2 separate regions of the Danio rerio genome follow, and region 2 is linked to region 1. Evidence: chromatin contacts called from public Hi-C data. All regions are on one chromosome and are shown on one strand. Each heading gives the region's core, a stretch centred on a gene start, on an enhancer-like site or on the middle of the called end of the contact. The rest is flanking DNA. Distances are from core to core; before and after follow the strand shown.

Region 1 (5,933 bases), core at 1,212-3,711:
GTATTTGAATGGACTGCTTTTAATAAATGAAGGAACATGAGTGCTGTTCTTAAGATATTTGTCAGTTGGTCATGTTCATGTTTTCTAGTGTTAAGAAATGCACATTTAATATCAAGAAGTGAGAGGTTCTGCCTTTAAATATGCGCAATTTCATAAAAAATTTAAACAGTTCCTGTTAATTAACAAAAAGAGTCAGCATCTTAAGAAATAGTTTTAATTAAATAGCCTTTGTTGTTAATTATCTGTTCATATAATCTGTTCATTTCATGTGTTCATGTTTTAATATGGATAAGAGGGGTGGGGGGGGGGGGGGGGGGGGGGGGGGATTACTCAAAAATACATCTCTCCACACTTCTTGCTTAAACTCCTTTATCTTTCAATCAACTCCTGGTCATTCCTAAATTTCTTGTCAAGGAACGCCATAATACTAAGTCCATGCTGACTGGTGAGTTGTTTGCACAGTCACCTCACAGCAAGAAAGTCACTGCTGGGTTAGTTGTCCTTTTTTGATTTTGCATGTTTTCTCTGTGTTTGCATGGGTTTCCTCCGGGTGCTCCGGTTTCCCCCACAGTTCAAAGACATGCGGTATAGGTGAATGGAATAAACTAAATTGGCTGTATTGTATGTGTGTGAATGAGAGAGTATGGATGTTTCCCAATATTGGGTTGCAGCTGGAAGGGCATTCACTGGGTAAAAAATATGCTGGATAAGTTGGTGATTCATTCCGCTGTGGCGACTCCTAATAAATAAAGAGACTAAGCCCATCATCATTTTAGTTTTCCCAGGAATGACAGGCATCTTCACTGTGGCATCTATGAGCATTTCTACCAAGAATAAGCAGAGCAGACTTGGCCGACAATCAAAGCAGCATTATGTGAAAAAAAGAGTTCTTAATTTGTGTATTAAGCAGACACTTCATGAGAGAGCACATGAGAATGGAAGTGAAGGCTGCAACTGACCCTGATAATGAAAATGTGGCAGAGAACATAGTAAATCAAATGTGATTTCAAAGACCAGTGTTCTTACCTCAGCAAAACATTCACTTGCTGCTTGCTATTAGACTTTTTCGTTTTTGTTTCTGGAAAATGTTTGCTATAGCTAGCTGGGTGATTATCAGTCAGGATGCACCGTTTTACGTAATATTTTATCCTTAATGTACCTCCATGGAGCTGTTATTAAACTGAGGAGTGAATGGCAGAAATAAGTTCTGGTTCTGGAGTAATTTGTTTGATTCCGGCTAAACCGTAGGTAACCTTATGCGTTATGTTAGTTACCTAAGATTTAAGATTCAAACGTGCAAGTAAAGACATCTAGGCTACGTCATTATTTTTTATCATAGGTGCGTGGCCCTGCTGGCCTCTGATGACGTGCGCGAAAACAACCAAGCACGAAAAACAAAAAACGGGCAAGAAAAGTAACCTGTTGATAATTTGATTTGATAATATTTTCATTTGGCTAGGCCCACTGTAGCCTACTAATCACCTTTAAAGTGAATCTGGACAGTTCCTTTCTTCAGAAAAACATCCTTCATGTATTTTGAGTTTTTATTTTAGTTTTTTTTTTAAGCTTTTCGTTGAACACCGTTGACAGCTAAAATACATTTTCTTTAATACACGTGAAACTCCTATCAAGTTGGCCAATTTTAGGACATTGTAAAACTGTACTGCCTGTTAACATATTTAGGAACAATTACACGCTTCCCTGTGCTTAAAATAAGCACTGTTAACGTTAGTGAGACGGTGCAGTACATTAAATCATTTTGAAGTAGTCATATGTTCTTCAGTTGACCACAAGAGGGCACTGCTATAAAGGCAATGCAGCATTTCTTGAAATGAAGATTATTGCTACCAAAACTATTGTACAACAATATAGAATATAAAGGTTTTTAATCTGAGATGCACAAAATATGAAACTTGATAACTTGGATGAATCGTATTTATTTCGAACACTGTACAGCAAACACACAAAACCAAGCAGTAGAAAGTAGAGAGGATAGCAGTGTAAACAGAAGTTTCTGCAGGTGGAATCTCAGGGGAGTCAATGCTAAAATATTGATTTTTTTTTAAGCTTAACTTGTTTTCCTCAAAGTTCAAATGTTAAATGCAACATGTACAGCATAAACGAGGGCATTTGTCTTGTAAAGTGACAAAACTCTGACATAGGCTTAGCAAATGAGCTGGCGAAAGAATGCTGTGGTTGACTTGACATCCAACTATCAACCTTTGCATGGCACTTCTTTTCTTTATATCCTAGGTCAGCTCCCTTGTTCTCAAAAATCAGCAACTGTACAAGTTGGAAGTAAGACATTTACAAATCCCCCTTCTGATATCTGCAGGCTGTTTTAATTTTCACATAGTGCACAGGCCTGAACAAATGCATTAGTTACACAACAACAAGCCTTGACCATGTTAGCAAAGGTTATCGAGAGCTGTCCTGGCTTTCTTTCGTCCTTACATAGAGTCTGCTAGGTTTTTCATTTGGCAATACTCACAATTCAAAGTTCATTCATCCATTCAATACTAGAACACATACACGTCCTGTCTCATCCAGGATTTCTACCGCTTTCACAGAGGAAGGTTTGTAAAGAGATTCATGGCTCAAGGGTCACGCTTCACTGAAAACCACAGGCTCATGACATTTACACATAAAAAGTTCTCATATCTAACAAATCCATTTTTTTTAAATCATTAGTTCGTTGGCACAGCATTGTGCGGGAAGGAACAGTTTAAAAAAAAACAAATCACAGAAGTTTTAAAAACATACAGAGCAGTAGGGAATTTGCTATAAGTACCAGCTTGTTGGAAAATAATTCAAAATTATTATTTTTTGCAATCCTTTTAAAAATGATTATTTTTTTCTTCTTCTTCAAATGCTTAAACTCTAAACGCACATGCACATAACATTGATTATTTATGTATCATGTCAGCATGTACTAAATTCAAATTAGGTTTGGTTTCTTTGGACTTCAAATAATTTTTCACAGTTTAACGATATGCGCAGAAGATGAAATAGAGCATTCAACAAGCAAACATGTTACTTTTTGTATCGTGCATTTCATACTTGGGGATATTTTAATTCTAAAATCTAAACTTGAATACTAAAGGTACTTTGAAAAAGGTTGTACTGAAAATAGGTGTATTTTCTTTGTTTGTGATATCTACTAGGCTGATGCAAGTGTTCCCGGAATAACTGAAAACACATTCTGGATATCTGTAAAAGTAATAAAAGAACAGGTTTTCGGGAGGTAAATGTGCAAGTCGACTACTTCCATATTATGTTTAATGCGGAAATGAAGTACTTATAAGAGGACAGTCAAATGTTTTGGCAACCATACATTAATACAGTCTCGTTTTGCTAGGGTCCTAAACCAGGTTATAGGTTATAGTTAGTTGTATGAAATACGAAAATTATTTTAAACCCTGCTTTGTCACATGCAGATGATGGTTCAGAATTGAACAGCAACATAATCTGTTGATTTGAGAAGCACGACATACTGTATGCACACTAGCTAGGCTTTCCCTACAGTTCAGTGTTTGCAAAAAAGATCTTCTGTTTTTATATCTCAATGAACCCTAGAAAAAAACTACTCAATAGACACTACTGTCACTCCACTAAGCTAATTCAGCACGTTCATCAAAAAGCCCTATGCCTCATGCTTGATGTTAGCATCGGGCTGTTGATAGTACGCTTGGTTAGTTTTCACATGTGTGAAGAAAAAGCAAGAGACTACAATGGCGGCTAAGTCGTCTGATCGATGTGATGCTGAGTCCGTCCCTCCAAAGCGGTCCTCTGGGAGGAAGACCGTGTGCCTCCTGGTCCATATTACCACAGCAAATGTAGACACGAAATAGAAATTACATGAGCAGGAATAGGTTCCGACGTCTGGGAGGCAGCATGTGTTTGTGTGCATGTGTAAATGTTAGTGTTGTGTATGTAAGTGGAAGCAAGAAGCTTAATATTAGAGGTCTGTAGATGTTTGGAGACCCACTGGCAGTCATTGAGGAAAAGTTGATTCTCGATGAAGTCCTGAGAAGTGAGGAGATCAGGACTGTTGGAAAATTAAAAACACAAATCAGCAAACCATGTAACACCTCCATTTATTAAAGTATATTTTGAAGATCCACTTAGTTGGCAATGGAATAATGTGGAAAACAATATCGTTTATTAATTATATTTGATAAGTGTGCATTTTGTAGCTAAATGAAAGCATGTTTGTCAATGCCATCCACCTAGAGTTAGCATGCGGCACTGACTGAACTGCTTTTGACATGTCATTACACCCTTGTCAAACTGCTATAAACCAGCCGGCTCGATATGACAGATAAACCATAATATGCATTTTGGAAATGGATGGATTAATTGTGCGTGCAGGGGTTGCTGGTGACAAATACCTTCGATTCCTCATGTGGATCTTGCGTGGAAGATTCTGTTTCCCTGACAACTACAGCCTTGGTTACCAACATGTCAGGGTGCTGTTGCTTGGCTTCTTTTATTGCCATGGCGAGCGCCTGTGAAAAAGTCATTTGTTTTTAAGTTAAATGAGAGAGGGGGAAACAAGCAGCTAATGTATTAGTAATATGCTTTCTGACTAATTAATTTGCACTTTAAAGTTGGCATGAAACAGAAATTGTTTTCATGTTTTCTTTCCTGTTGTGAAATGGCTTCTTGGTTTAGAAAAGAAATATGATGATGCAAGTTTGTTCATGAGGAACTGATTGTCATTAGCTAATTGCCATAATCTCGCGATGGACCAATTGCTGACAAGAGATTTTGTTGCAAGGGGAGGAGACATTTTTGAAGATTCCGATCAAAGACTTTAGAATACAAAAGATGTGTTACTTATAGTTTTGAATTAGGAAAATTGTAACTGTACTATAGGCGAGGCGTTATTCGCCATATTGACTGTTGTGCACTTGAAAACAAAACGTTTTTTACTTTAGTAATCTGTATGAAATTAACACAAGGTACAATCAGTCCTGTCAAATGAACATCACATGACAGCAATTGCACAAAAACGGCCATAAAAACCTGTAAACAAAGAGTGGCTGTCACTTCTGAAGAAGATTCGCCATCAAGACCAAGTTGTAAATTACTTCAGAAGAGCAGATGATCATTATTCAGAGATTGATAATGTGTAGAATGGTCATAGGTGAAGTTGGTGTGGTGATCTTGTTCCTTTTAAGAGCGCATTAGCTTGGGCAACCTAAAAATATGCTGATTCTGTTTGAACGTTTAGAAACTAAACTTATAAAACGGTTGTTGTTTAACTTTATTGGTGATTCTTAATCAAAATGTAATCGAAAGCTTGGCAAAGTTTAGTAGAATATGATGTTTCCTCATTCAGACAGAATGCCCGAGTATACTGCCCCAGAGATGTTTCAGGGCCTACTCACACTATGCCATCCGTACCATGCCCAGGCCCATTTCCCGGATCATTTGAGAAGTGTAAGTGCGCTGAATCGGACTCAAGCACAGTTCACTTGGCCGGCCCTGGCCCGGTTGGAAGAGGTGGACCTGAGCGCGGTTCACTTGGGCTCACAGCTCGAAACTGAAAGCGAGATGTGACTTTTAAGGGAATGTTTCATATGGATTTATTAATCATTCTTACTGTTCAGTGAACGCAAACTGCCTTAGCTAATTAAATACGCAAACCCCTCACTGCACGACAGCTGCGCGCCTTCAGCAGACCTTTTCATTTCTGCAGCACGAAAGCTTTATGTTTGTTTATGAGCAACAAAAGTGGTGGATCTGTTCGCCGAAATATTTGACTGCGTGTCACCGCATCCCTAAGGACTGTTTGGCGAAAATATTTGACTGCATGTCACTGCATATCAAACCGACAGAAACGATATAACTAGAGAAATCTCCACTGTGCTGCTAAGTGACAGCGCTTCCCACTGAACAGCACAGCATCGATGACATAAGCATGCCCA
Region 2 (5,933 bases), core at 1,809-4,308, 270 kb after region 1:
GAGACTTTCTATTTTCTATCATCGATGCCAATGCCAAGCAAAACTTTTTGCAAATATTCTAAGGTTTTTCCAAGTCCTTTACTATATATCATGTGAAGAGCATACATAAACCCAAAGTAGAAAAGAAAGGCCTGGAAGTGTGCTGTGGGTGGTGTACATTTTATTCTCCAGGACAACAAAGACCCTCAGTGAATGCAGGGCCAATAGAGCATCCTCTGTCAGCACTTCAGGATTATCAATCTAAAAATATAATTCAAGGATTTTAATGTTAGGACATTATCAATATGACTGAGCCAATATTACATGATTCATCAATCGTAAAAACAATGAATTAAGGCTTACCAGGGTGGTACAAAAGAACCCAAAGTCACACATTACGCAGCAAGACCGAAATACCTCTGATAACAGTAACTGCAAAGATGAAAATCAAGAAAGAAAAAAATGTAATTAAACTCTAGTTATATTTTAATGAATACTTTAGCACATGATCCCAAACATACCTGCTCATCATCAACTTTCAAAAGATTAGCCAGGGTAACTGCTGTATGGACAGTCTTGGATGGTGTTTGCCTTAAAATTGTCATCAAACGAAATAGGTGGTGTCCAGTTGTGCATAGAATTTGTGGGAAGAATTCTCATTTGTAACATGTTGGTACCCTGCAAACAGCAAAAAAACATAAAAAATTTAAACAAAAAAAGAGAATTTCATAAAACAAAATCACAACACAAAACAATCAATTAATATTATTTATTTTATTTATTTATTTATTTAATTTTTACCTCAAATAAAAATCAGGTGTTAATAAGATCAAATGTTGAAATCAGGGTACAGCTGAAGTTTCAATTTTCTTGTTTCAAAACAAGCTGTATCATTATAAAGCATACTGAAATTTTTTAACTGGTTATGCCAGGTATAGTCAAAATGAGTATTTTACCCACATTTTACATGCCTCCATTTTGTGCAACTGGCCCGGAATCAGAATTCAGAGGCCCCTAGGCACAATGTCTTGTAAGCCCCCTACTTGGTCGCACCCCTATTGTTATATTAAAAAATAAGAATAACATAGTATTTTTAAAATAAAATTAATCTATAATGTATTGCCTGCATTTTTAAGTAAATGATATACAGTAAATATATTTCTAGCCTACAGATATTTAACTCATTTTTAAAGCAATTAAAACAAATTCTTATACAATTAGTGAAAATGAATGGATTTTAATATACTTGTTCAAGTTCACTGAAGCGATAAAAAAAATTATATTTAAGGGTGTTTTTAATGTGTAACTTCTACACACTTGTAATGCATATGATTCGGATATAACACCTCCCCAATCCAGTTCGAATCTGAGTCTTCTATAATACACACACTTATTAATGAATCCTACTTGTCTTCCTTGTGATGATGAGTAGGCAAAATCTGATATGTAGTCGGGGGAAAAAAAGAAAAATTAGTTCATCCGATGCTGTATTCGAACCAGGTTCATGATCGAATGCATCTAAAGTGGCTATGCCACTTATGCTGCTGTGTGTCATCTTCTTTAGTTACGTGTATGTTCTCTCTGTCAATAAAACAGTGATGGGCGCAAATCACTCAATTAGCTTATTCAAATAAGGTGAGATATTTGCATTTAGCCTAAATAGATTTTGAATAGAGCCTGATTTTGTAGTGACAAAATCAGCATTTCCCCCCCTCGCAGGGGACCCAAGTACGCACGGGCTCTTGGGCCTCTGCCCATAATGCCCATTGGTTAATCCAGCCCTGAGTACAGTTTTTTTTTTTTTTATTATTGTGTACTGTACAAATATGAATGAAAATATGGGTAAACTCTCGTCTATAGTAAGTCCGCTTGCCCACTGTGAATGCACTACACCTTATAAAATCATAAAATTACTTTAGGGTGATTTACTGTAAATATATTTCCTAAATATGTGTGTACAAATGAATACAAGTATGCGTAAAATCCCCACACCCATCCTGTCCCTCCCCAGAGGTAACATTTTTTTGAATCACTCATTCACAATGTTTTGTTGATACTAAAACGTCCAAAAATAAATAAATAAAACATTTAAATCTTATGTTGAACAAAAGAAGATAATTTGGAGCATGTTGGTTTCTGGGACCCACCAACATTCATAGTTCAATCATTTTCTGTGGAATTAAACTATCCCTTTAAGTCACATAGGTCTCAACCTCATTTTCTGGAGGGCCGCAGCTCTGCACAGTTTTGCCCCAACCCTAATTAAACACAACAGATCTAACTAATCATGATGTTCAAGACAACTATGGACTATTAAGCAGTGAGTTGGAGGTGGTTAAAGCTAAACTATGCTGAGCAGCGGCCCTCCAGGAATTGAATTTGAGACCACTGCTTTAAGTAGTGTACAATCCAGCGGACAGCTTAATTTGTGTGTGTGTGTGTGTGTGTGTGTGTGTGTGTGTGTGTGTGTGTGTGTGTGTGTGTGTGTGTGTGTGTGTGTGTGTGTGTGTGTGTGTGTGTGATCTAATTGTTGCTTTTCCCCTTCTATGCTGTGTGACAGATATTAATAATATAAATCACCAGTTGAGAAGCCAGTGTAGTCTATAGTAAAGGTAAAAAGAATAGACATGGGTCTGGTTTAGACACTCTTTTTGTCATCATGACTCTATAAAGATGCACCTGTGAAGATAGTTTCTTTTAGGATACTTTTATTTGGATTGTGCTGCCGCCTAGTGTACATGAGTGTTGCTTACACCAAGGAGCTCTGCTGGGCTCATCGTAGACTTTACTCCCAGCCTCGTTCATGTATTTGAGCCTCTGCGTTTGTATTATTTTCGTGAGCCAATCAATTAACAAGAATAAAACAACAGATATCCACATATTAAGAGAGCATTAATTAATTCATTCATTCATTCATTCATACATTATATGATTTTTTTTTCATTATATGAGAGGCGTGGTGGTTTGCTCTGAGTACGTCACTACAGAATGCGACATAGCGATAGGTCCGTTCAGTGGTTGCTATGACAACAAATAGACCACAGTTCCAGTCAGACTGCTAATGTTTCAGTGTTTTCAGACGGTTAGTTCCTAATATGTCTAAAAATAAGGTAAGACGACGACTTCTCATGGTTGATTGCTGTCATAAATGTTGACCGAACAAGAGCCATTTTAGCACAGTGTTTAACCTTCCGAATACATTAAAATCTATTTACGCTCTTTCATAGTTATTTTGTAGTTTGCAACTTACGTTAAACCCACGCTGAATGGGATCAGCAACTTCTGAAACTAAAAATAGATAACGTTAAAATAAATATAGATTATTATGTTTATCGTGTTTTGCCATGATAGATAGATAGATAGATAGATAGATAGATAGATAGATAGATAGATAGATAGATAGATAGATAGATATCACTGTGGCTATTAAATTAATGCAAAATGATGTTCAAACTAAAACCGTATTAATATTATTTTAACATATTTTAATATTTATTTTTTATGAATATTTACACACACCGGCCACTTTATTAGGTACACCTACTAGTGCCCCCTTGCCTTCAGAACTATGGAAGCATATGAGTAGCATAATTCAATTCAAAATGTAATATGCAAATTTCAAATTTAACCTACAAATTTCTACTAATTTATTTATTTTTTTAATTTCTTGATTTTTCCTTTTTTTTATTTTTATTTAATATTTTTCTATAACCTATAATTTGGCTGTACTAGTTTTTGGACCATTATTGTATGTTATTTTGTTAGATAAGCTCCAGATTTGGCTTCAGTACTGACTAATCTAATGTATAAGCACACATGTAATATTGTAAAGCTTCCTATTATAAATAAGAAACTGAAAGATAGATTTCCGAGGGGTGTACTTATAAATGGTGAGCACTGTATCTTATCCAATTTAATACAGATTGAATGTGTTTATCAGGGTTAAATCCAGATTTGCAGCACACAATGGCACTCTAACTTTAATAAGGTTTTGCACAATAACTTACTGTACCTCAAACAGCAGACAACTGGACATAAAGCTGCCCACAGCTCACAAAGGAAAAAAGAAGTGTAAGTCTGTTATAGATTTTGCATTCTAATACAATAAGAGTTATTCATTCATTAAGTGTTCATCTATTTTACATTGCCATTCTACAATTAATCAGATTTCTAAATTACGTACATTCTATTCATACAACATATTTTACTGGAAAATGTCATAACAAAGAAATAATTATTAATATATATTATAATATTACACTATATTAAAGATTTTATTTTATTTGGCTTTATTTTAAAGTACAATTTTTACTGTTAGTAATCATTAACTATGACTTTTTACTCAATAAATATATAATAACTGCACACAATAAATCATTTATTAAGTATTAACTCTATACTAACAGCAGTGGTGTAAAGTAACAAAATACAAATACTCAAATTACTGTAATTGAGCAGTTTTTCTCAGGAATTGTAGTTTACTAAGTAGTTTGAAAAAAAAATTACTTTTACTTTCTCTTTAGTACATGTTTAGTGGAGTATTGGTATTTTTACTCCACAACTTTCCTTCAACTTGCAGTCACTACTTTATAATTTCCAGTCTGTGGAGATTACAAAAATAAGTCTTGCGCATCCAATCAAATCGCACATAGAAAGTAAATTGCATCATACTGAACTGCCTTAAAACAGGCAGCAAACTGTTTGGAAGCATTAAAAGTGTCCAAGAAGATACTTTACACCAGTGGTCCTGGAGGGCCAATGTCCTACAGCTTACTTCAGTACACTTGCCAGAAGCTTTATAGAATACCTTGTAAAAGCTTGATTAGTTAGTTTTGAATTGTTAAATTGTAATTGGAGTTAAAATCTGCAGAACACCTGCCCTCCAAGATTAAATTTTGGTGCACCCCTACTTTACATGCAATGACCCAGAGAAATTGCATGTCGCTGATAAAAAGATGGCAAATTATGACTGAAATTGCCTTATACAATAACTAAATGCACTACAGAATGTAATACACACGCACAAATTACATATAAACACATCAACCTTTTTCCACCGTAAAACTACTTTCTACTCTTAAGTACTTTTAAAAGGGCTACTTTTTACTCCTATTTTGAGTAATATTTACAACAGATACCTGTACTTTTATTCTACTTTGACTACATTTTTTTGGCAAGTAATGGTACTTTTATTTGAGTATGATTTTTCAGTCTTTTTCCACCACTGATTAATAGACATTATTTAGCAGTTTTTAAATAGAGCTGTATGGTGTGTCGTTTATTTATAAGCATTGTATATTCATACTTTGTTAATGACTAATTTATGATTAAGTATTGCATTAATTACGAGTAGTGGGTGGTTTTTATGATTATTTAGAACAAGTAGGTAAACAATTAGTAAACTAAACATTTATACGTATTATTTCAGGCATGTAGTAATCATTAGGTCTGTATGTTAATAAATGCTTTATTAACAAAAATTCATGCAGTTTTATGACCTAATCTAAAGTGAAAACTGATTATGCTTTAACTATTTATAGTGTGTAGTTATTTTAAAGCATTACTTAAACTTCTAATTTGCTTTATTTCTCATTAGGTGTAGGGATTAGGTATGTAGAATAAGATTTTTGTGCAGAACATGTACTTTACACTACTAATAAACAGCTATTGTCATAATAACAGCAGGTAATAACCACTAGGTTATAGTGAGAATCGGTAATTAAACTAAAGTGTTATCCAGACTTTAATAAAACGTATAATTGACTCCAAACTTTTGAATGGCAATGTAAATAAACAGCATTTTTTAAAAGAGTGTTAAAAGTGTTGTATGCACTGTATGTGCATAGTTTGATGCATTTTTCTTCTCAGGGAGGCAAGGAGCTGTATACGGTACAGATGTGGCCTGACCAATACCATACAGGACGTCCTTAACCACAGACCAGGCTGGGTGGAAG

The links. Hi-C and Micro-C count contacts between places; a contact is called where the count stands out from the background.
Region 2: a contact with region 1 is called in a Hi-C map of hematopoietic stem cells, with 2.4 times the contacts expected there. The contact joins the promoter of ttll9 here to the enhancer-like site in region 1. A contact is called at or near these places in 5 of 18 Hi-C or Micro-C datasets (caudal fin, embryo, hematopoietic stem cells and 1 more) and 1 of 4 datasets of contacts at active chromatin or transcription factors (caudal fin).

Annotation. Positions count from the first base shown.
Region 1 is chr23:11,978,615-11,984,547 of GRCz12tu, forward strand. It overlaps si:dkey-178k16.1, which reads right to left. Exons shown (of 21, transcript XR_012399019.1): 20 at 4,392-4,508; 21 at 1,918-4,048. It overlaps cntn3a.1 (contactin 3a, tandem duplicate 1), which reads left to right. Exons shown (of 23, transcript XR_012399021.1): 23 at 1-55. Among named protein-coding and RNA genes, the nearest start is that of si:dkey-178k16.1, 150 kb to the right of the region's middle. Within about 2 kb of position 2,462, at least 3 of the 62 cell types and tissues checked have an H3K27ac peak or open chromatin away from gene starts, as enhancers often do.
Region 2 is chr23:12,248,674-12,254,606 of GRCz12tu, forward strand. ttll9 (tubulin tyrosine ligase-like family, member 9) reads left to right here and starts at 3,059. Exons shown (of 14, transcript NM_001256764.1): 1 at 3,059-3,089; 2 at 4,001-4,050; 3 at 5,848-5,933. The coding sequence starts at 3,075.